6 separate regions of the Mus musculus genome follow, and regions 1, 2, 4, 5 and 6 are each linked to region 3. Evidence: chromatin contacts called from public HiCAR-type, HiChIP or PLAC-seq and promoter capture Hi-C data. All regions are on one chromosome and are shown on one strand. The core of a region is the stretch at or near the end of the contact, and the rest is flanking DNA. Distances in the headings are between cores, read along the strand shown.

Region 1 (3,533 bases), core at 759-3,258, 620 kb before region 3:
AGCACCATGACTCTGTAGTCCCCAGGGCCTTTTCAGAATGAGTGCTCAAGAAATTCCAAGCTCATTCACATCCCTGACCCACAGCGCAGGAGAAATAGCAGTAGGTATGTAGAGGACACAGAGGGAAGGTAGCACCCAGGCACCCAGGCAAAACTGAGCCCGATGTGGTACTGGAAGATGCAAACCCACTTCCTTCACGGAGTCCCAGATCCAATCCTGAGTAGACAGGTTTCCATTTCATCTAACTGCCTATGTGAGCCAGGTTCTCCAACACTGGAGACAGCTCTGACCTTATAAAGTGCAGAGCCAAATCCCTGGGCTTTTTTTTATATTTGCAAGAGCCAGACTTTATATCTGGAAGGAATAAGAGAACAATAACAAATTTATTTTCCAGTCTGTAGATTATGAATTTCAATGTTTTCCTGTTTCTTCTCATGAAGTTTCCTTTCAGGTGGTTATAAAATCCCGTCTCGTTTATGTTGGAGACAGAGCAGCTTGACTGTATGCAGTACAGTTTGAGAGAGACTGGAAAAGGCATGCTAACCCTACCGGCTTCTCCCCCTACCCCACTCCCCATTCCTTTTGGCGAAAGCCAGACCAGGGCTGGCCAGCTCCAAGCCCAGCCTCCTGGAAGAGCTATGGCTGGGTCCTGGGGGCCAAATAATCTCTAGGCTAACAGAGAAGCTTTCCAGAAAGAAATCATACCAAAATTGAAGTATAATTAATACTGGGGAGGAGAAACTGTCTCAACCCTTTTCTTTTGAATCTGGGTCCACCATCCAAAAGAGGAGGAGGAGGAGGAGGAGGAGGAGGAGGAGGAGGAGGAGGAGGAGGACAGACCCTCCAACTGTCTGTCAGTGACAGACATTGCTGGTCAGAGATGTGGGATGGTAATATTAACTATGGCTTACCATAATGAGGCTCGGTTTGTATTCGCATGCATGCACCCCTCCCACATGCAAACACACACAGAGAAAGTGTGTAGATCTATGCAGGGCAGCTATATTTTCAAGAGACACTGGAGAAAGGGAGAACAGATGTCATCCTTAAACTTCCTCAAGGCTCAAGGATTACTTGACTGGAATTGCAATTTCCGCAAAGAACAGCAAAACATTTGCTTACATGCGTCTCTGTCTGCAGAGTCCACTGTGCATTGGCTCGAAACTTCTAGGTCCCATTCCCTCTGTAAATCACACACATAGAGCAAACGCAGACAGAAGTGTTCGGAGACTTCTGCTTGTCTCACAGCCGTTGCAGCAAAGCAATTGCTGGTGCCGTAGTCAGCAGTCTCCCAAATTTAAAAAACATGTAGTGTGATAGTTTATAAACTGCGCACAACGTTGCTGCCCTTTCCAAAAAGAAAGAGAAATGACCTAGAGAGGTTGTCTGCTGCCTCTCTCGAGATGCTGACTCCTGACGCTGTTAGAAAAATCCCCACTCCCAAACGAAGACTTTGAGATGGGCGCAGCTTTTTGTAATTAACAGGGTCATTGCATCACTAGCTAAAAGTCTTTTCCAGTGCCCTGACACAGGCGGAATCTCAGCCATAGCTATTTTCCACCCATCAGGTCTGGAGTTAGGTTTCTCAAGCCTGGAGACAGTTCCTGGCGCCTTCCAACCTACCTTTTTAATCCTGGCATATCCAAGATGCGCGGGAGGAGAAGCGACGCGAGGAAGGCAGGCTCTGCGGTGGGACTGGGGCGGCTTGGTTCCGGAGGGGCCGAGCGGGCAGCGCGGAGGGCCGGGACAGTGCCGGGTGCTGGGAGCCACTGCAGAGCCCTCGCCGCCGGCACCTGGTTTCGCTTAACCCCCTTCAGTAATTCAGCATTAAGCCAATTGGAGGAGGAATGTTAAAAATGAACACTTCATTTTCTAAGTATGTTAAACAATGCAAATGGGGCCTCGGTCTGGACACAGCTGGTTCAGATTACAGCGCTCACCAACTGGCTAGACTCCTCACAACAATCTTGGGGCGTCTGCCAGGGCCAAGTGCTCGGCGCTGGGAGGGGAGCCCGTCAGAGCGCGGGGCTGGGGGGCGCCCGGCCTCCCCAGGGCGGAGCGGGGCGCGTGCGAGGGGGCGTGTCATCAGGCTCTGTGGCAGCACGAACTTGAACTCACACCAAGGCGGCTTCACGGACGAAAGACGCGTGAGCAATTGGGAACCCGAGGCTTAAATCACGGGCTGGAACAAGCGTGGTACCCCTAAGCTGGGATGTGGGGGTAAGGGCGGACCAGGAAGAGCAAGCAATGGCTGAGAACTCTCCTTGGCCGCCCTCACCTCGTTATCCTTAGCTTGTTGTTGTTGTTGCTGCTGCTGTTGCTGTTTCTGGCCTTCAAAGTAGAAAGGTGATTTGTAAAAGTCAACAGCGAAAAGCCTAAAGAATGGTGGGCTACACTTGGGCCCTGGAAGCCCCGCCCCACTCCCTTTCGTTTCATAGCTCTGGAACCCTCTATCAAGTGCAAAAGTGCCAAAGACACTGCTCTCCAAAAGACACGACGACCAGACTGCTACACCGCAAGACCTTCCTTGCCTGAACCTTCTCTTGGACCCTCAACTGCCCGACCTACAGTTCAGAAAGCAAAGGGGCAGAGTCCCCCCCCCCCCCATATGCCTCTGTACAGTAGAAACTGGTTCAGTTTCCTTGGAGGTGGGAATAAAAGGGGTCGAGTGACTTCCCCACTGCCTCATGGCTCTCAGAGATGCCAGCGAGTCTCTGAAGCCTACATCCTATTCTTTTCTAACACTGTTTTAAGGAAACGGACTCTTACTCTAAAATCTCGTTAGACTGAACTAGAGCAGCCAGACTGCTGTTGATTCCGCTGAAGCTCAGAGGTCAACTGACCTGATTTATTTACTATGGGCGTATGAAATGGCTAAGAATAAACTACATTTAGGTTCATCTCCTTCATGAGATAGTACCTCCCGTCCATTGTTCTAGTAGCTAGGATTATAAAAACCCTTCAAGTCCACCAGTTCTGCACTAAAGGGGCGAAATAAAGAGAATTTCAGATTGGGAAATAAATGAGAGTAACCCATCAAAATAGCTAGACCTCTAAGTGTGCACCCTGGCCTGCTGCTCTGTCTAAAGCTCAAAGTCGGCAGTGACTGGGAGGGAGTACAAAAGAACCTCTCAAGTACCTGATGTAATTTCTGGCCAAGGCACTTCGTACAGTAAGGAACATAGACTTGAGTTTCATGATGTTGTGCTATAACATGTTTTAAAATGCTGAAGAGGCTCCTCACACACTGATATTGCAGGCTTTCTAATATACTTTATAGTTCTAATAGAATCTTGGTAGTCACATAGACCAATTTTATTAGATTAATATAAAAACTATGATTGTAGGGGCTGGAGAGATGGCTAAGAGCATTGGCTGCTCTTGCTGAGGACCTGGGTTCAAATTCCCAGCACCCACAAGGTGGCTCAAACCTGCTGATGACTTCAGTTCTAGGGGACCTGATTCCCTCTTCTGACATACATGCAGGCAAAATACCCATATACATAAAATTAAAACTTCAAAAAAAACCTTTA
Region 2 (3,552 bases), core at 114-2,613, 550 kb before region 3:
CGATTGTTATTTAAAACAAAATAAACAAAAACAAAAAAACAACCTTGAAAAGCATTAAGTAAAAATTTATACGATAGCAGTATAGTTATGTAATCACCTTAGATAAAGCAATGTAGTAACACTGTACTGCATACAGATCCACAGAGAAGGAAGGCTCTGGAAGAGGAGTCCAGAGACAGAGAACACGAGAGCAGCTGAAGCAATTCATTCACCTCTCATCCCAAGACAACTGAGCATTTATGACAAAGCCAGCGTTAGCTCTGTGAGCTTACACTTCAGAATAGAATTGTGGTAGAAACAAGTAAACAATGGCTGCCTACAGTGTGAAAGAGCAAGCATGACCACTGTGAGGGCACAAAGGGTGAGCATCTAGTCCTGACTGGGTGGGAACAAAGCGGCCCTGCAAGAGGCAACGCAGGTCCTCCTCCTCTTCCTTGGTGCAGGTAAGACCTCCACTGGGTCAATGTAATATTAGTCGGCCAAAAGAAAACTAGGGACAGTATCCAGACAATGCAGCAAAACTAAGGAGAACGAGCTAAGACAATGCTGACTGAAGGAACCACAGAGTCCACTATGGCTAAGTTACAAAGCTGGGCGATGGGAATAAACTGAGGGAGTAAATGCAGACCAGAAGACCAGAAACATCACATTCAACTAACAAAGCTCAGAGTGCATCTTCAAGTTCCCATAAAGCCATACAGTACTATAAAGTAGGGGCTTTGTACTTCTAAAACTTTACTCTAGCTGCATAGTAGAAAGAAAAAGATAAACAAAAATAACAGAAACCAGAGAATAAACAGCCAATACTGTTCTAACACTCACATGGGAACAGATGCTGTTCAAAAGGAGAGTCTGCAGACGATAGTAACTCACAGAGCCCACACAACTACTCCATCCCTACAAGTAAGATAATACTATTTCCTAGCCCAACCGTCTTGGTTTTTAAAGAGTGATTTGCATGTGTGAGTGTATCTGTATGCCTATTCACAGGCCAAGAGAGGGTGTTCTGTACTTCCTCCACTGTCACTCGCCACCTATCTAGTAGTCTTTTAAGGCAGGGTCTCTTCCTCCAGCCAACTCATATTTCTAGGCCAGGACAGTAGCCAGCAATCCTCCTGTTTCCTTCCCCTCAAAGCTCAGGTTACAGGCTCACACAGTATGCTCAGGCTGATATTTGGATGATGGGATCCAAAGCCCCGTCCTCATAATTGCTCAGCAAGCACTTATAACAACTGAGCTGCCTCTCCAGGCCCCAACTCTGTTGTTCTTAACCATTTTTCTGCTTACTCCACTATGAGATCTGTTAACAGTTAACTCAGCAAATAAGTAGTTATTTCCTGACTGACGTAATTCCACGGCTATAGAAATGGGAAAAAAGGGAAGGAAGAACTAGGAGAGTGGCTCTACTGTTAACCAGACTCAGGAGGCTCACTCAATATGGTAAGAAAATACACTTAAAATGAGCAGAGCTCAAGCCGGGCGTGGTGGCGCATGCCTTTAATCCCAGCACTTGGGAGGCAGAGGCAGGCGGATTTCTGAGTTCGAGGCCAGCCTGATCTACAAAGTGAGTTCCAGGACATCCAGACATACAGAGAAACCCCCTGGAAAAACCTAAATAAATAAATAAATAAATAAATAGAACCGAGCTCCTTGGAGGTCCAGATCCCCCTCTGAACTACCCTCCCTTTACCCAAGTGGCAGCCCCCAGTGCTGAAGCACTTAAGAAACCCTGGTCCTGGGGGATGCAATCCTGAATATCACTCACACAGAAAGAAATCAAGGAACTAAAAACTACAGAACATGGTTGACTTCTAGAATTCTGCTTCCGAGAGGTTAGGGAAGGAATGCAAGGAAGGGAGAGGAGAAGATAATCTTACGTTACATTTAATTTTAAGTTGAATTGGGGTCAGGAGCTCATGATATACTGGCATGTAGGATACAGATACAGGTGCTCACAAGCACACAGAACTGCTCCTTTCAGAGCAGGAATGGATGAGTTCATACAGAGTTTGCATCTTCTCAGCTGAGGAGCTCCCTCCCACTCTTTCCTGCTATGACTGGACACTGACTGGGCTCTGTCTACTTCCTTCAATACTCATTCCCTAATGGAAGAATCTGGGCTCTGATTAGGTACATACAGTACTCAGTTCTGTCTACATTAAAGAAACAGAGCAACGCCTATGAATAACAATCGCTATACCCACAACCTCTTAGCAATCTACCTGGCTTTCTGAATCACTAACTTCTATGTAAACACCTAAAAGAATGAGGAAGGGAGGCCAAGGACACCCTGCTAATCCTTACCCCCTACCAGCAGACAAGTGTTTGGTGCTGAATCCAAGCCCCACAATTCTACTCTAATTACATAATCATGTCCATAAACTTAATTTCCATAAACCTTGCAATTATTCAAGTGCTTGTCTCTAAAAAGACCTAGTGTGCCAAGAAACACCAATGTAAGTTCCAAACGCTTTATACCAGTCAAAGCTTGCTGCAATCTCAGGACCTCTGCGACTGAGGAGCTGTGTGGGAGGATCGTCTCCTCCTCCACCGCAGCATCACTCTGCCGCAGAGCACTCTGCTGGGCTTCACTGAGTTCCAGCTTCAAGCGCTCACACTGCTCAGTCATCTCTCTCTTTTCCACTTCCAGCCGCTCTTGTTCTTTTTTCCAGACTTCCTGGTCATGTTCTGCAGAAGACAATCTTTTATGTATCTCTTTTATTTTATTCTCAAGGTCTTCGATTTGTTTGGTAGATTCTACTTTTTCCATCTGTAAGATCTGAATAGTGTTTTGCATCTCATACACTTTAGAGTGATCAGTTACCGTAACTCCTGAGCCACCTAAAACATCAAAAACCAAGAGGAATCAAATGTCAAATTCCAAAACATAAATTGCTGGATATATATAATATAGACTTAAGAGTGTTTAGAACCTGGACAACTTAAATTACTAGAATTTTAAATAAATAAAAAGTCAAAGACTTCATTTGAACTATTAAGTCTATATATTTGAGTTTAAAACAAGGTAAAAATATCTTGGTTTTGTTTTTTTTGTTTTGTTTTGTTTTGTTTTGTTTTTTTGCTGTAGTGTTACCAGCAAACAATGCAAAGCAATCCATGAACTGTAAGTTATTTATATAAGTGCCAAGGGCTTTTCATGTCTACAGACCCAGAAAGCCATGGCATCGCTACAAACTTAGCAGTAAATAGAATGAGTCACTTTTTATTAAAAGTATTCTGATCTATAAATTGTCTAAGGTTTATCATTTGAGAATGTCATCTAATCTGTGATGTTAGTAAACGCATAACCTTGCTGTAACAGATTTTCCAGTTCTTCAATACGCTCTTCATAGTCACTTAACTCCTCTCGATGCCGCCGACTTATCTCTGTCAGCTTCTGCTGATGAGCGTTCTGCAGGGCTGACAGCTCATGCTGATGGTCATCGAGGTCCTGACTTCTGTTCTGTTTAAGTTCCTTAAAAAACAGGAACAAAGGTAAGAATGTACATGATCAATAAATAATCCAAAAAAGTGTCTTATTTCACTCTTTAA
Region 3 (3,424 bases), core at 190-2,689:
ACACACAGCATACACATAGCAACATCGCCTACTGACACATATGTCCAAGAATGTGTCCCCATCAATAAACAGTGTCTTGGGCATGGTGTAGTCTCTCTCTTCCTACCACTGCTCTAACTCCCCTGGGGGTGACTGTGGTGCCCTTCTGGTCTTCAGTGTGACCTCCTCTAACACTTTCTACCCTACAAACCCGATAAGGTAAAGAGAAATCTACACTAAAAGCAGCTCACTGGGTATTCAGGACAACACCTAAATTCCCCACCCCACTAAAGGGCATTTGAGATACACGTGACATCCTCCTGCATCAATTCACTCCACACATGTAATCCCTTAATCCAAACAGGCTCCACAATCCCAGGTCCAAAAAACGCTGTTCACAACTTCACCTTGCTGTTCTCCAGGTAATGCACACCCCTCCTCCGACCCACTAGCCACTCCCTATCTCCATGGCTCCAACTTCACCCCTCTCCCCTCCACACCAAGTCCTAGTTCCTCCCAAATGAGGTTTGGGTGTTGTCTCTGTACACAAAGGACTATCTCTACCCCCAACAAAATAAATTCGTCTCAAAAATCTTTGCAAAGAACACAGCATGGTGCCCCAACCCTGTAATTCTGGCCTTCAGAAAGCTGAGGCAGGAGGGTCGCTGAATTCAAAAACCAACCTCATGGCTACATGTTGAGTTTGAGGAGGCTGTCTCAAAGCAAAGAAAAGCTTACCTTACTTACTCCAGCCCAATAAATATTTGGTTTGCAGACCCAGAGTAAAGAATATTCCATAGGGCATACAGCTGTAGACCACAGGGCGAGTTTCAAATCCTGACCACTCATTTTCATCTATAAAATGGACCACGTGACAGACATTCCATCCTCCAGCCCTTAGGGTCTACTGTACTTAACACAAAATAATCCTAACCCTATGGGGCCAGGGACCACAAAGGCTAGCTTTCACTATCAAGGAGCATGTGAGCCTCCCTGAAACCCACTAGCTCTCGCCAGGAATATTTGGGGTATTCCTGTCGGGGTGTTTTTGTTCAGATCGGGAATCGCCCCTGTCTACTGGTGTACTGATTCAAGTTAAAAACATCAACAACAAACCCGGGACTCTGCCAAGAGCTGCCTGGCTGTGAAACCTTAGTAAACCGACTCCTCCTCCTGCCTCAGTTTCGCCCTCCAGGGCAACCCGCCGTTCCAGCAAAGCACACTCGCGACACAAACAAGTCTCCGGCTAGGAGCTTTCAGAAGGGAAATATTACTCAGAAAGGGTCGAGGGATGGAAAGCCTAGCCAAAAACCGCTAAGTCACCTCTCATGGGGCGCGGGTCCTCCCCGGGGTCCCCGATTACCTGGGCGGGTGATCGCCGCGGTGACTGCAGAACCGTGGGAATTCCGGGCGTCGCGCAGACTCAGAGCAGCCACCTCTAGAGTCCGCCCCGCTGTGATTGAGCTGCGGCAACACAGATCGCTGAGCCCGGGCTACCTGCGCAGCCTGATTTGTGCAGCCTCGGAGTGTGGCGTATAAGGAAACCAATAGAAGCTGAGACTGAGGCCGGCAAGCCAGAAAGACTACGAATCCCAGTGTGCGTGGGCGGGGCTTCGGACCCTGTGGGCGGAGCTTTAGGGCCCTGTGGTCAGAGGTTGGGGCTGCGTCTTCTCAATGAGCTAGGCATGAGCACCTAGGTGTCTGGGGACTCTACGGACAGTGAGTGAGAAGTCGCGCGAACTAACTGGTCTCCAGCCTTGTCAGCGCACTGGACCTACGGATGCTACCCCGTAGTCCACCCACAACAAAGGACTGTTGTTTTGGGGTTTTTTTTGGTCTGCCTTGGCCTATGATCACAACACCCACCCCACCCCCAACCTCCAGAAATGTATGGCCACCCCAGCTCTACAGACAAGACATCTGACAAAATCAAGGAGCTTAATTTTTTTCAGGCTCCCAAGACACTTTCAGTGGCGGAAGCTAACCTTAGTAGTCTGGTTCCTGAATGCTAAAATCCTAATTCCCTGTCACGTCCCAAGTGTTCGGTGTCACAGTGAGCTGGAGAGGAAGTAAAATACTCTATATGCAAGTTCCAGAAGCTGGTGCTCAGTGAATGAGTTGGATGGAGTTGTGACAGAGTTCATGTAGTCTTGCCCGAGTATACCAGGACCCAAAACAGGGCCAACTCATTTGGCCTGGGGCTTACTGGTCAAGCTAGACTGCTGGCCAGTGAATCCAGGAGATCAGCTGTGTCTTTCTCCCTAATGGTCACACAAGTTTGTTACACTTTGAGCCATTCCCCACCCCACCCCCCGTCCCTGAATCTTTCCCCCTCCTCCCCCCAAGTCTTAGGCCTGGCAACCCACAGCAGGTCTGCTCCCTATCTCGGTTAATAAGATCATAGCCGCATCTGCCAGCTTAGTATTATCTCTGGCCATGTTTGCAGACAAGGAGAGTTGAATCATTGTGAGAGACTGTAAGGGCAGCAAAATGAAGATAACAACGGACACTTGGAAGAAAACATTTGCTGTCACTGACCTTAGCATACGGCCACATGGCCTAGGATCACAGCTTGGAGGTGACCTTGGGCTTCAAGTCAAAACCCTATGATGAAACATGCCTTCCGGTCTTCCACCGTGAGTATTTGAAGCACATTCATGGACTCACTGAACATATTTACCAGGCCCCTTTAAGTGCCACACATAGCCAAGTATTGAGATAAATAGGATTTTATTTCTTCCCCTTGGGCATTAGAAATGTGTCCTTAGCCACTTCCTATCTCACCCAAAATAAAAGGTAAACTTTGACGGTTAGGCCTTAATAATGAAAGGGACATCCTGGCCTGTGGCCTGATGTGTTCAGACAAAGGACCTGGGAAAACCTTTTCCCTCCCTCAGCAATAGTTGAGTTGAGTGGACCAGAAGAGAAGGCACTGTAAGTGGATACCTAGTAGAAGATGCTGGGGGTTGCCAAGGTGATAGCCGGGGAGCCCAGGAGACCTGCAAGGCGATGCCAGAGAGGTCTGAGTCCAGGCCTGGGAGCACAGTTGAGCTCTGCTTTCAAGTTATCTGGATTCAGATTTCAACCCCACACCCACTACAAGCGTCTTGCCCGGAACTAGCTCATCTTCTCGGTTTCCTCATACCTGGCAGCAGCTAAGTGCCCCATAAATATAAGGTTCAATGGTCCCTTGGGCAGTGGGTGTAACTTGAGAATTCTTTTCTTTTCTGGGACAGGGTTTCTCTGCGTAGGCCTGGATGTTCTGGAACTTTCTCTGTGGACTAGGCTGGCCTTGAACTCAGAGATCTGACTGCCTCTACCTCCAGAGTGCTGGGTGGGAATAAAGGAGTGTGTCACCTCTGCCCTCTTGAGAATTCTAATGAGGAAAAACAAGGTAGCTTGGTATGGTTGAATACACCTATAAATCCCAATGCCTGGGAGACTG
Region 4 (3,641 bases), core at 969-3,468, 880 kb after region 3:
ACTGCAAGAAAACAGAACCAGTCATTTCCCGTCACCAAGATGCAGGTCTTCGTTGGAATGGACAAAGCAGTTACTTTCAGAGACAAGAGGCCTTCCCCGTGCCAAGCCGACGTAGGACAGAGCACACGAAGGGCTCTGGAGAGTCTAATGTGAGCTGAGCTGGGGCTTCGTCACTGAACTGTCCTATTCCTTTCTACCTCAAGCCTGGAAAGACAGTTTAAGACAGGATTCCCACAGAGCCCACTACCGTGAGAAGCATGGCGAGAATACTACAGTGAGGCGCCTTAAGCGCACAGGCATGCTGCCGTCTCACAGGAAGCTGAATGGCCGACAGCAACACCCCTGGGAGCCATCTTTTTCTAGGAAATAAGGTCCACAGGTCACAGGCCAGGAGCAGACAAGGGCTGGATGTGTGAGGCAATCTCCCAGCATGTATGGGAAGTAAAAGGGGGGTAGTCCAAGACACGTAGAGACACACTACCTCGATGTAGGCAGCCAGGGTTCTGAGAGGCGCTGGCAGGAGCCTAACCTGGTGGCCACAGGACCCCAGAGTATATCTCCAGCAGAGTGTACCAAGAGTTTGGAACATGATGCATGGGACCCTCTCTTACCTGTCAAGATGGGCTGGGGACATGCTGCAGAATTTCCCCTTCCAAAGCCCTGACGATTAAGATAGCAGTGGCATAGCCCACAGTTAATGCAGAGGCTGCTGCAGAGGCCTTCCCCGTGCCAAGCCGACGTAGGACAGAGCACACGAAGGGCTCTGGAGAGTCTAATGTGAGCTGGTTACCAGGACAGGGGTCCTAATGCCAGCAGCACACCCTTGTTTGTTCTGCTCTGGCTCTGCACAGAGAGCATGTGGAGCTCTTGGAGTTAGAGCTGCAGCTCATTAGCCCTGGGCCGTCTCCTCCAGAGGAGGGAACTTAGGGCTACTCTAGACAGGTGCCTCATCCCTACAGCAGATGTCTCTTGGTGCCACTCCTAAGTCAGGGTATGCAACCATGCCTGTGGTATGAAGCTGTGGGCCACTATGCAGTCGGAGACAGAAGAAGATGACAGAAAGACAGGGAAAGGGGAGGAAAGTGGACCTGCGGGGGTCCACTGAGCTGGCTAGCATGGAGACCCTGCCCGGGAGCACTTCCCAGACAGTTCTCCTTCACCGGGCTGCTCTCAGCCTCACCTTCTTTCTGGGCATTTGATGGGCAGGGCCACGGCAGCCTGGGCTCCCTCACTTGCTCCAACTGAGCGGCCCTGCTTGCAGCCCTGCCGGCGTTGGCACGGTGACAGTAGCCAAGTGTGCAAACTTGTGCCATTGTCCCTGGGCCAGGGGGAGCCATGGAGACTAGCTAATATGACACAGGAAAATGTTTGCTGATGGCAATTCTATGGGCTTTGTCCACCTCTTTCTCCATCATGACGACTCGATTTAAGTCCCTAACTGTTTGACTACAAACGCAAGGGGACCGTGCAACGCCACCCTTTTGTCCGGCCGCACTGAATGGGCAATTCAGGCTTTGTGCAGCTCAATTGAGGAAGCAAACATAAAGACAAGATTCCTGAGAGCCTCGGCTCCCTTCCCATGGATATCCCAGCACCCCTCAGCCAGCCCGCCAGGGCTACCTTTCCCCACATCAGTGCACCTCTCAAATCCATCCCAGGGGGACCCTTCAGGAAGGACGGTTGAAAGAGGTGAGAGACACGAGGCCAGAGACAGAGTCAGAGAATGCACACTCAACACTCAAGGGCAGAGGAAAAGCAGCCCACTCCGGCTTACCCCATCCGATTGTCTGTCTGCACTGGAGCATGGCAGCTGGAGACCTGAAGTATCTGGGGAAGGTTGGGTGCCTGTCTCACTGTGCCCAGCCCTCCTTGATCCTGAATACTTTTTGCGCGCACACACACACACACACACACACACACACACACACACACACACCTCAAGAAACCAGGTTACTGAGGTCAAGGGGAGGAGTGGGTATGGAGACTGGAGAAAAGTGGGGCTGAAGGGTAGAAATTTACCGGGAAATGATTGCATTTGGGAGCTGTCTTTTTTTGTGATGGTCCCCATGGTGACAATTTGTGACGGCAAAGAATGTGGGACCGGGGCTCCGCCGCCTGATTGGGATGCTTTGTATCTGGAGAGGCGCTCCTGATTGGCCTGAGGGCCCCCCAGCTCCGGACTTGTCCTCCATTCAGCCCACTCAAGGGCTGTGCACAACTGCTTCTCAGCCTGCACGGAGCTCACTGCACGCCAGCTCGTCAGGCTTGCGGGGGTCTACGGTGGGGAACCTGCCGGCCACGTTGGCGGGGGGCCCTGGCCTTCACCTTCGGTCAGTACGGAGTCCCAAGTGGTTTGGCCTGGCTGGGTGGAGGGCAGGGCGTGAGCGGACTAGAGCCTTGGGGGAGGGGCACAGTACTGTGGGTGGTGGCCGAGGAGGCATGAAATTGCTGCAGATGCTTCTACAGGGGAGTCCCTGCGGCCGGCAGGGATGAGCCTTGAAGGCAGGTCTAGATTAAGTGCTAGACAGAGATCCTGCCTGGCCCTGTGTGAGAGTTGGGGGTGGAGCGTGGGGACTGCGGAGGGGGCGGGGTGGTGGGAGGGGAAGGCCACCACCAAGGAGGGGGAAGGGGGCTTGGCCTTCTTTAGAGGATTTCTTTGGCTTTGAAAATAAAAACTTGAATGGTGAGTCGTGCGCGCTGGCCTTCACGATGTGTGGGAGATGCGACCAACTGGGAATGTAGCCCCAGCAATGCCACTTGTAGCTGGGTGGCTTTGAGCAAGGTGTTTGCAGTTTCTGAGCCTTGACTTCCAGAAGAGGGCAACAGGCCCCAGAAGACTGAATGAGATAGTTGACACCTGTCTCATCTCAGATAGTCAAAAGGTGCTGAATAACGACTCACCAGCCCCATTGTGGATTCTGTTTGGGACAGAAGAATGGAGGATGTGTGCATTGGGTCCTGGTGGCCCTGGGGAAGGCGTAACTGCCCTGGAGAGACTCCTGCTGCCTATTGCATTCATTGTGTTCCCTAGGTCTGCCCTGTGCGCTCCTCCAGAGCCCATGCTCTTCATGGAAAGCCCTGCACAGTTCTCGTGGTGATGGCAGCTGACAGTGACGTGAAGATGCTTCTGAATTTTGTCAACCTGGCGTCCAGTGACATCAAGGCGGCCCTGGACAAGTCCGCACCCTGCCGCCGCTCTGTGGACCATCGCAAGTACCTGCAGAAGCAACTCAAGCGCTTCTCTCAGAAGTACTCGCGGCTCCCTAGGGGCCTGCCTGGCAGGGTGGCAGAGCCCCACCTGCAGAGGGGACCTGAAGAGAGGCCTGGACGGCCACCCCTCCATCCCTGTCCCCAATCCAGCCCCGGTGGGGGTGGGAGCTGCACAGAAAAGGCCCTGGGGACCCCCTTTAGGGAGGAATGCCTTTCTAAGGATCAGGGCTTCCGGGGGCTGAATCCAGAGGCTGCTAGACCCGGCCAGGTTCCCATGAGGAAGAGACAGCTGCCCGCCTCGTTCTGGGAGGAGCCAAGGCCCACTCTCAGCTACCCAATGGGGCTGGAGGTGGGCCTGGCCCCCAGGGAGGCATCTTTGTATGAGAATAAGAAAAACTGCAAGGGTCTGGAGTCCCTGGGGCCCGAGACTG
Region 5 (3,628 bases), core at 384-2,883, 990 kb after region 3:
CCTCTGGCTCGGACGCTTTGACTTCATACTCATTCTGGGCAGCAGCGCCTTCGGCAGCTCGTGCCGCATCTCTCTGCTTCTTCAACTTGATCTTTTTCTTTGGGGAGCTGGACTGTCCTTCCTCCTCTTCTTCCTCTTCTGAAACAGCCTGGGCCTTTCTCTTCTTTGTCTCCTCACTTGAGAACAAACGGGAGGGATTCTTGACTAAACGGTAATCTGTCAGCTCTTCAAAGCACACCAGGTCATCCATCTGTCCATCTGCAAACAGATTCGGGTCGATCGTCACTTGCTTCCATTTCCCCACAATCTTGATGCCCTTCCTCTGGAACGTGCCACGGCTTGCCAACTTTGGCTTTGAGTTTGTCTCCTTCACCTTCATGGTTGCTGAAAAGAAATGTTCTTCTGGGTTAGTGACTGTGGGGTACAGGCTCTAGGGCAACACACGCTTTCCTAAAACGTACTAGACCCTGCAAACAGCCAAGGACACAGAGATGGCTTAACTTACATAGAGGAGATGCTCAAATCCAGAAAATGAAACACACCCACAGAATAGGTAGTTTGGCTTGGAGCAGAGGGGACACAGGCAGTAAAGGACACATGAGCTATCTCTGGTTAGGATCCTAGCTCCAACACTTACTTTGTATGCAACCCCCACCCACCCACCTCCTCTCAGAATTTAGTGTTACAATCTTTCTAAATGAGAAGGGTGTGATAATATCTAATAATAACTAATTTTACACTGTACACAAAATAAGTATCAAAAGAGGCTTGATAAGCCATTTTGAACACGGAGTAAGAATCTGAGATACGGCGTGCTTTTTTCCCTGGTAGAACAAGACAAGTGCCATTTCCATCATCTTGGCCTTGGCCAGATAGGTTGAAACACGTCAAGTCCTAGGTTCCACCCCCCCTAGCACTGCGTAAAACCGTACATAGCCGGTATCCTGCCCTCAGGAATGGAGATGGAAGATCAGGAGCTCAAAGCCAGCCTTGGCTACACAAGACCCTGTCTTTAAAGTCTGAGTATGCACGACTCATCTGTGTGGAAGTGGCGCTACATGGGTCCTCTCTAAATGAAAAGGGACATTGTGGAGAGAGTAAGGCAAAACTCGATTCAAATCTGGATCCTGCTCGGTGTTTGCTGCACATCTCTGTGCCTCAGTCTCCTTATCTACAAATTGAGGATAATGAGATATTTATCGCACTGGGTCCTCATCTGAATACGAAATAGTGACGCACGTCAAAAACCGCTTAACATGGCGTCTGTGAGGATGGCATGGGACGCACGGCGACCCCCCGACCCCCGCCGCACCTCGGCCCCACCTTGACAAGGTGAAGGGAACGTCACTAGAAATAGGGCGCGGGGGAGTGACCTGTGCCTTCTGCCAGAGTCCCACGAGGGCTTCAAGGGAGGTTGCCGGGCCTTGATGCCCACAGCAAAGCATGAGCCACCGGCAACCAAGGTTGTGGGGACACCGGTGAGCCACGATGCTTCGAAGACACCGGGGAGCCCCTCCGCAGCCGGCCAGGGCCTGCTCCGCTCCGAACCCACAAAGAGCACTCACCGCCGCAGTCACCTCACACGCCGGGCCGTTTGCGCCAACCCGACCCGGAACTGCAGCAGCTTCAGTACTGCAGTTCCGGGGCGGAGCTCCGGGCACGCGTGCGCGCTAAGGAAGGAAGTTCCGCCTCTGTGCGGAAGCGTCTATCTGATTGGCACTCTCTCAGGACTTTGGCTGGAACTCGGAGGACTGAGCTGGGGGGCGGGCCCTGTGTGGCCTAGGTTACGCTTCCTGTTTATGGTTTAGGCAATGTTTCGGAGCTCCTTCCTGGACGCTAGGGAGCGCAAGCGCCCGGGTAATCGCTGTCTGGTTTGTGTGCAGTAGCTGTCCCACATGCATGAGTAACTGACTACCTGGAGCCTTAAAACATTTCCTTACCTAATTTATAAACCACCTAACCCTGGGTTGAAAGAGCCATGTTCTCCAGTTCGTAGTGCCTTTCCTACTGCACAGAGCTGGTCACGATACATTTGCCTGTTTAGTTTGATTGTTTTTTGATGTTTGTGCTGGAGATTTAAACTAGTCTTAGAGGCTGTATAGATGGCTCAGAGGTTAAGAGCACTGACTGCTCTTCCAGAGGTCCTGAGTTCAATTCCCAGCAACCACATGGTGGCTCACAACCATCTATAATAGGATCCAATGTATTCTTCTAGTGTGTCTGAAGACAGCTGCAATGTACTCATATAAATTAAAAAAATAAATAAACTAGTCTTCCATGCATATGGAAGCACGCTTCCCACTGAGCCATCTCCGAAGACCTGAAAATGTATTCTTTTATATCTTAACTTAGATCAGTTTTTTTTTTTCCGTGTCAGCATTATGAGATACACACCTAACACTGAATTAGATAACAGAGTGTTGTCATTGGCAAGGGACTTTCACCAAGACGCCAAAAGGATAGACAAGAGCAAAAAGAGATGCATGAAATTTTTATGAAAACAAAAATGCTTCCGCACACCACCCTGAATAGAGAGGGGAAAAAAGGCGGGCTGGAGAGTTGGCTCAGTGGTTACAAGCACAGACTGCTCTTCCGAGGGATCTGTGTTCAGTTCCCAGCACCCATATAGCAACTCACAACCATCCATAATTCCTGACCAGAGGATCTGATGCCCCCTTCTGGCCTCAGTGGGTGCTGCAAACACGTGGTGCACAGACATACACCTAAAAACGTAAAAGAGATATCTTGTTAAAAAGAATAAAGGAGGGGCTGGTGAGATGGCTCAGCAGGTAGCGCACTGACTGCTCATCCTAAGGTCCTGAGTTCAAATTCAAGCAGCCACATGGTGGCCCACAAACACTGGTAATGAGATCTGACGCCTGCTTCTGGCATGTCTGAAGACAGCCACAGTGTACTTATTTATAATAATAAACCTTTGGGAGGGAGCAAGCAAAGCAAGGGGAGTTGACCAGAGCAAGCAGGAGTCCTAAAAAAAATTCAATTCCTAACAACCACATGAAAGCTCACAAACAATTGTACAGCTAAGTGTACTCATATACATGAAATAAAATAAATCTTTTTTAAAAAAGAGTAAAGGAAATCCTACAAACTACACATCTGAATGTGGTTAATAAAGCAGGAAATACAGAATTCAGAAACTCAATTGTAAAAGGATATGCTTACAAAATGGGCAATAAACCAAAATAAGCATTTCTTAAAAGGTACAAGAAAAAAATGCTCAGGGAGCCACTAGTCAATTGGATAATGCAAACTAGAGCCACAGGTAGACATGGCCTCACTGCAGTGAGAATGTTACAGGGAACAAAGCCTGGCTCATTGTTGTGGGCTATAACTAAGTACAGCCATCATGGAAATTCCTGAAGAATGAAGAACTAGAATGACCATCTGCTCAGAAGGTATGTGAAGCAAGTGAAGTCTGTCAAGGAGACACCTGAATCAAACACTTCAAAAAAACCAAGCAATGGACAGATCCATCAGCCAATGAGTGGATACAGAAATTGTGGCACTCAAGCAGTGTAGAATACTATTTGGTCACAAAAAGAATGAAATCCTCTGCTAGAATATGTGGATACAACCATAGACCATGATGTTAGTCTAATAAGGTCAG
Region 6 (3,735 bases), core at 1,065-3,564, 530 kb before region 3:
ATAACATTTAAAATGTAAATAAAATAGTCAATAAAAAAAAAAAAAAAGAAAAATGGTGAGTTCTATTTGTTTAAGAGTGCAGGAAGCTCTCTGGTGAGGAGAACAAAATAAACTCTTTATCAGGTTAGTTGGTAACTATTTTCCAGTTTAAGGTCAAAGAAATACCAGATAGTTCCTATCTATAATACAGTGAGAATCTAGTCTTTCCCATAGCTATCAGCCCTTTTCTGCTTTTAAAGTCCCATGGCTCTTTACTGGACACATGAAGGCCTCTTGTTCTCATTGTCCTAAGTCATGAACCTTACCAATCAACAGAAGCCCAAGAAGTAAGACAGGTTTGGGGAGTGATCCAGTTTTCCTTCTAAATATAATGACTTTTTCTATCAAACCATTTTACTCTATTTCCATCCAATACGCACAGCTAATAAATCATGATGAAAAAACAGGAGTTGGGAGTATAATTCAGTGGAGTGTGCTTACCATGCATGAGGCCTTGGGTTCAATCTCTAGCTAGTCTTTCCCACAGATTAAACCAGAACAGTAAGCTGTTCATTTATAAAGAAATAAGACTGTCCTAGCGTGGTGGTACTCACTTGTAATGCCGGCACTGAGAGGCAGGGGCAGGAAGACTGGCAGCTCCAGGACACCCTAATCTACACTGCAAACCTTGACTAAAACTTTAAAAGTATATATTATTATTATTGTATTATGATATGGATGTGTGTCTGTGCACAATTTGGGTGCCTACTGCCTGCTGAGGCCTAAAGGTGACACCCGAGTCTCTGAAAACAGAATGAAGTTGTGAGCTAGCTACCTGCCACTGGGTGCTGGGAATAGAACCTGGGTTCTCTGAGAGGGCAGCCAGTGCTCTTAGAGGCTGGATCTCCTCACTTCCTTGCTTAACAAATGTCAAGAAATCGGAAGAGTAATTAACCTAACCACTGATTACAATCGAATTCTAGGTCACTATTCATTAGGACGGCAAGATGATGACTTCAAAAATAAGGGAAGGAGCCTGGCCAGGTGAATGGGTGAGTAAAGGTGTTTGTCGTTCAAGCAAAGTAAAAGGAATTCCATCCTCAAATTCCACCTAAAGGGGAAAAGAGAACTCCACAATGTTGTCTACTGGCCTCCACACACGGGCGATGAGGTAGACACTCATGCATATGTGCATCATTTACACACACACACACACACACAGAGAGACAGACAGACAGACAGACAGAGACACCACAATATTTTTCAAGTTTTAAAGTGAGTAAAGGTAGGTAAGATTCTCAAAAGATAAAGTTCTCCAAAAGTATGGGAGAATGTGCCATCCTACACAAAACTACGTTTTCAGCTGCAAAGTGTCTTCAAGATGAGCAAAATTAGAAAACAATTGAATAGAAAAACAGCCCTATTCCCCTAACAACGTGCTAAAGCCAGATCAAGTGTTTAATCTTGAGTAATTAATGTTACAAAGTATTTGGGGGGAAGGAGGGCAATTGCCATACTTTAGTTGTCATACTAAAGGAATAGGATCAAAGTGAGATCAGCCCCCAAACTATGGGCGAAGTAAGTAATAGGCATGGGCCACCCAAATAACCCTATTCGGCATAGAAACAGCAGGTCCACTTCGCTGAGCTATCCAGCGTATTCAATGAGGGGAGAGGTCCAGAATTCTCCACCGTGGTCCTGAAGGCTGGAAAAGCGGCTACGGAGGTAAAGGGAGGAGAGCAGAGAAAAAAGCGTGGAGTGACTCCTTCGGGACCCGTCCGCGTCTGCCGACCGACCGGACCCGGAACCAAGTGGATCCCAACCGAGCCCCACCGCCCTCGCTCCAGCTGTTACCTGGCACATCCTCCGTGCCCTCCAACAGCATATCCTTCGTGAAGTTCGAAATCTGGCCAGTGAGGGAAGCCAGGCTGCCCCCTACTTGACCGAGAGACTGGCCCAAGCCGGAGCCGAGGCCCCCGAGCCAGGACGACATCGCTGCGGGTGGACACGTCCTCTCCAAATGTCCCTGGACGCCGAAGCTGGTGCGGATCCAGACGCTGAGGACTCGCAGGACACGGCACTCCCACCAACGGCCGCGTCAGAAAGCCGAGGCCCGGCCTGACGCTTCACCAAGGGTTCGCCGTTGTGGACACCGTGGGCCCCGCGAGGCCTCTGCTCATTCCCACGGCTTCCCGCCGTGCGGCTGCACTACTTCTTTCTCAGCTTTACTGACTTTCCTCAGTTTCGTGGGCCAGTCCTGCCAACTCAACGCCGGCCGCCATGACACTGCCGGGAAAGCGGCAGTGACCATAGAGAAGCTTCGCGATAGCGTAGAAGGGCCGCTGCCAGAGGCGTCCCGGGCGCGAAGGACCGTGGGATCGCGGAGGACCAAGTAAATGGGCCAGCCAGATCCGTGACTTCCGCGTAACCTGCGGAACTTTAGGTGGAGACCGAAAAGGCAGTGGCGGCGGCGGTGGCTCTTCCCACCTGCGCAGCTGCTTTTGTTTGTAAGAGGAAGTAACCCTTGACAGTGCCTTCTGATCCTGTCTACAAGAGCTATTGCATCGCTAGGATTCGATAGGGTCGTCCCACCCCACAGGGAAGCAACCTCAATCCATCTGCATTACTCTATTATCCAGCGTCTGCGGATATAAGAGCATCCGTGCCAGAGGGTTGGAAACGAGGCTACAAAGCTGAAAAAGCGGGTTGCAATTCAAATGTCCAGGCAGAAAACCCTTGTTTTGGTGTTTGTTTTCAGTTACCATGCACTTAAAGGATTGTGGGATCCCATGACCGCCTCTCAAATGATCCCTCTCTGAATAATTTTCACCAGATATCTATTTGAATTTAGGGGTTGCCTCCGAGGGTTTTTCAGCTTCCGTGTCCCAGAACAAGGAATTGGACAGAGACACGTGGCTAGTAGTAAGGAAGACAAGAAAATGAAGAAAAGACACACACCCAAGAGAAGCAGCAGGCCAGAACACTGTCATTGGGGGTGGGGTTGACGAGCTACACTTTCAGCTTGAATGATGGAGAATTTTTGGTGCTGAAGATCAAATCCAGAGACTTGTACAGGCATTGAGGCTTTTCGGCTTAGCCACATCCTCAGCCCTTGTTTGAGATAGGCTCTCCTATAATCCAGGTTGGTTTTGAACTGATGACCCTTCTGCTTCTACCTCATGAGTACTGGATTACAAGAATGTACCATCATGCCCAATACAGTGTTTTTAAGTGTAGTATATATAGTCGTCAAATGATTTAACATGTCTACTGTTAATTCTGGGCACTAGGGAATGTTAGGGAGAAAGTAAAACAGGGTAAGGTAAGGAGAGTATGGGCATGCCACAGTAGGTTGAGCCCTGGGGATGTAGAAAATGGCTGAGGACTCCACAATAAGATAATCTTGCATAGAGACTTGAAATGAGCAAGTGAGAGATACAGCTATGGGGGGGGGGCGCTCCCATATAGCTTATCTAGACAATAAGACATAACTGAGTATAATAAAGTCCCTTTGGCTGGAGGCCCCTGGCAATTTTGAGAATTTATAAGAAGGCAAGGATGGCTTAAGAATGAATTGGGGAATATTTGTAAGTATGGACCCAGAAGGCATGAAGAAGTTGAGTCCCAAGGGCCCAGTAGCCCATGAACAGGACTCTGGCTTTTATTCCGTCTAGAATGATGAGTGATGAGTGACATGAATTTAGTTGGGTTCATGAATGACTGAAAAGTTTAGCAACTGTAATCTCCTTTTTTCTG

Evidence for each region. Promoter capture Hi-C pulls out the DNA fragments that hold promoters and counts their contacts. HiCAR-type assays count read pairs that join an accessible place to other places. HiChIP or PLAC-seq counts read pairs in DNA pulled down with a chosen protein or histone mark.
Region 1: a promoter capture Hi-C map of liver shows a contact between it and region 3, with 2.1 times the contacts expected there. The contact joins the promoter of Fbln5 here to the promoter of Lgmn in region 3. A contact is called at or near these places in 3 of 39 promoter capture datasets (the 3T3-L1 cell line, hippocampal neurons and liver).
Region 2: a contact with region 3 is called in an H3K4me3 HiChIP or PLAC-seq map of bone marrow-derived macrophages, with 2.2 times the contacts expected there. The contact joins the enhancer-like site here to the promoter of Lgmn in region 3. A contact is called at or near these places in 4 of 39 promoter capture datasets (the 3T3-L1 cell line, 3T3-L1-derived adipocytes, the HPC-7 cell line and 1 more), 5 of 115 datasets of contacts at active chromatin or transcription factors (astrocytes, bone marrow-derived macrophages, epiblast stem cells and 1 more) and 1 of 9 other capture datasets (pancreatic islet).
Region 4: a HiCAR-type map of astrocytes shows a contact between it and region 3, with 2.3 times the contacts expected there. The contact joins the promoter of Fam181a here to the promoter of Lgmn in region 3.
Region 5: an H3K27ac HiChIP or PLAC-seq map of microglia shows a contact between it and region 3, with 5 times the contacts expected there. The contact joins the promoter of Ddx24 here to the promoter of Lgmn in region 3.
Region 6: a contact with region 3 is called in a HiCAR-type map of astrocytes, with 3 times the contacts expected there. The contact joins the promoter of Trip11 here to the promoter of Lgmn in region 3. A contact is called at or near these places in 10 of 39 promoter capture datasets (the 3T3-L1 cell line, 3T3-L1-derived adipocytes, the C10 cell line and 7 more), 3 of 484 Hi-C or Micro-C datasets (B cells, nephron progenitors and uterus), 12 of 115 datasets of contacts at active chromatin or transcription factors (astrocytes, bone marrow-derived macrophages, embryonic forebrain and 6 more) and 1 of 9 other capture datasets (pancreatic islet).

What each region holds. Positions count from the first base shown.
Region 1 is chr12:101,817,111-101,820,643 of GRCm38.p6, forward strand. Fbln5 (fibulin 5) reads right to left here and starts at 2,009. Exons shown (of 11, transcript NM_011812.4): 1 at 1,624-2,009. The coding sequence starts at 1,640.
Region 2 is chr12:101,890,953-101,894,504 of GRCm38.p6, forward strand. It overlaps Trip11 (thyroid hormone receptor interactor 11), which reads right to left. Exons shown (of 21, transcript NM_028446.1): 6 at 3,310-3,475; 7 at 2,479-2,841. Among named protein-coding and RNA genes, the nearest start is that of Gm20036, 20 kb to the right of the region's middle. Within about 2 kb of position 1,364, at least 22 of the 459 cell types and tissues checked have an H3K27ac peak or open chromatin away from gene starts, as enhancers often do. A contact at or near this core is called in bone marrow-derived macrophages, where this site is marked.
Region 3 is chr12:102,438,289-102,441,712 of GRCm38.p6, forward strand. Lgmn (legumain) reads right to left here and starts at 1,440. Exons shown (of 14, transcript NM_011175.4): 1 at 1,343-1,440.
Region 4 is chr12:103,312,741-103,316,381 of GRCm38.p6, forward strand. It overlaps Fam181a (family with sequence similarity 181, member A), which reads left to right and starts at 2,219. Exons shown (of 2, transcript NM_001195726.1): 1 at 2,219-2,330; 2 at 3,032-3,641. The coding sequence starts at 3,098. It overlaps Gm29508 (predicted gene 29508), which reads right to left and starts at 2,029. Exons shown (of 3, transcript NR_136894.1): 1 at 1,775-2,029; 2 at 1-204.
Region 5 is chr12:103,424,214-103,427,841 of GRCm38.p6, forward strand. Ddx24 (DEAD box helicase 24) reads right to left here and starts at 1,634. Exons shown (of 9, transcript NM_020494.4): 1 at 1,566-1,634; 2 at 1-384. The coding sequence starts at 379.
Region 6 is chr12:101,910,857-101,914,591 of GRCm38.p6, forward strand. Trip11 (thyroid hormone receptor interactor 11) reads right to left here and starts at 2,315. Exons shown (of 21, transcript NM_028446.1): 1 at 1,834-2,315. The coding sequence starts at 1,972. It overlaps Gm20036 (predicted gene, 20036), which reads left to right and starts at 1,811. Exons shown (of 2, transcript NR_152255.1): 1 at 1,811-3,121.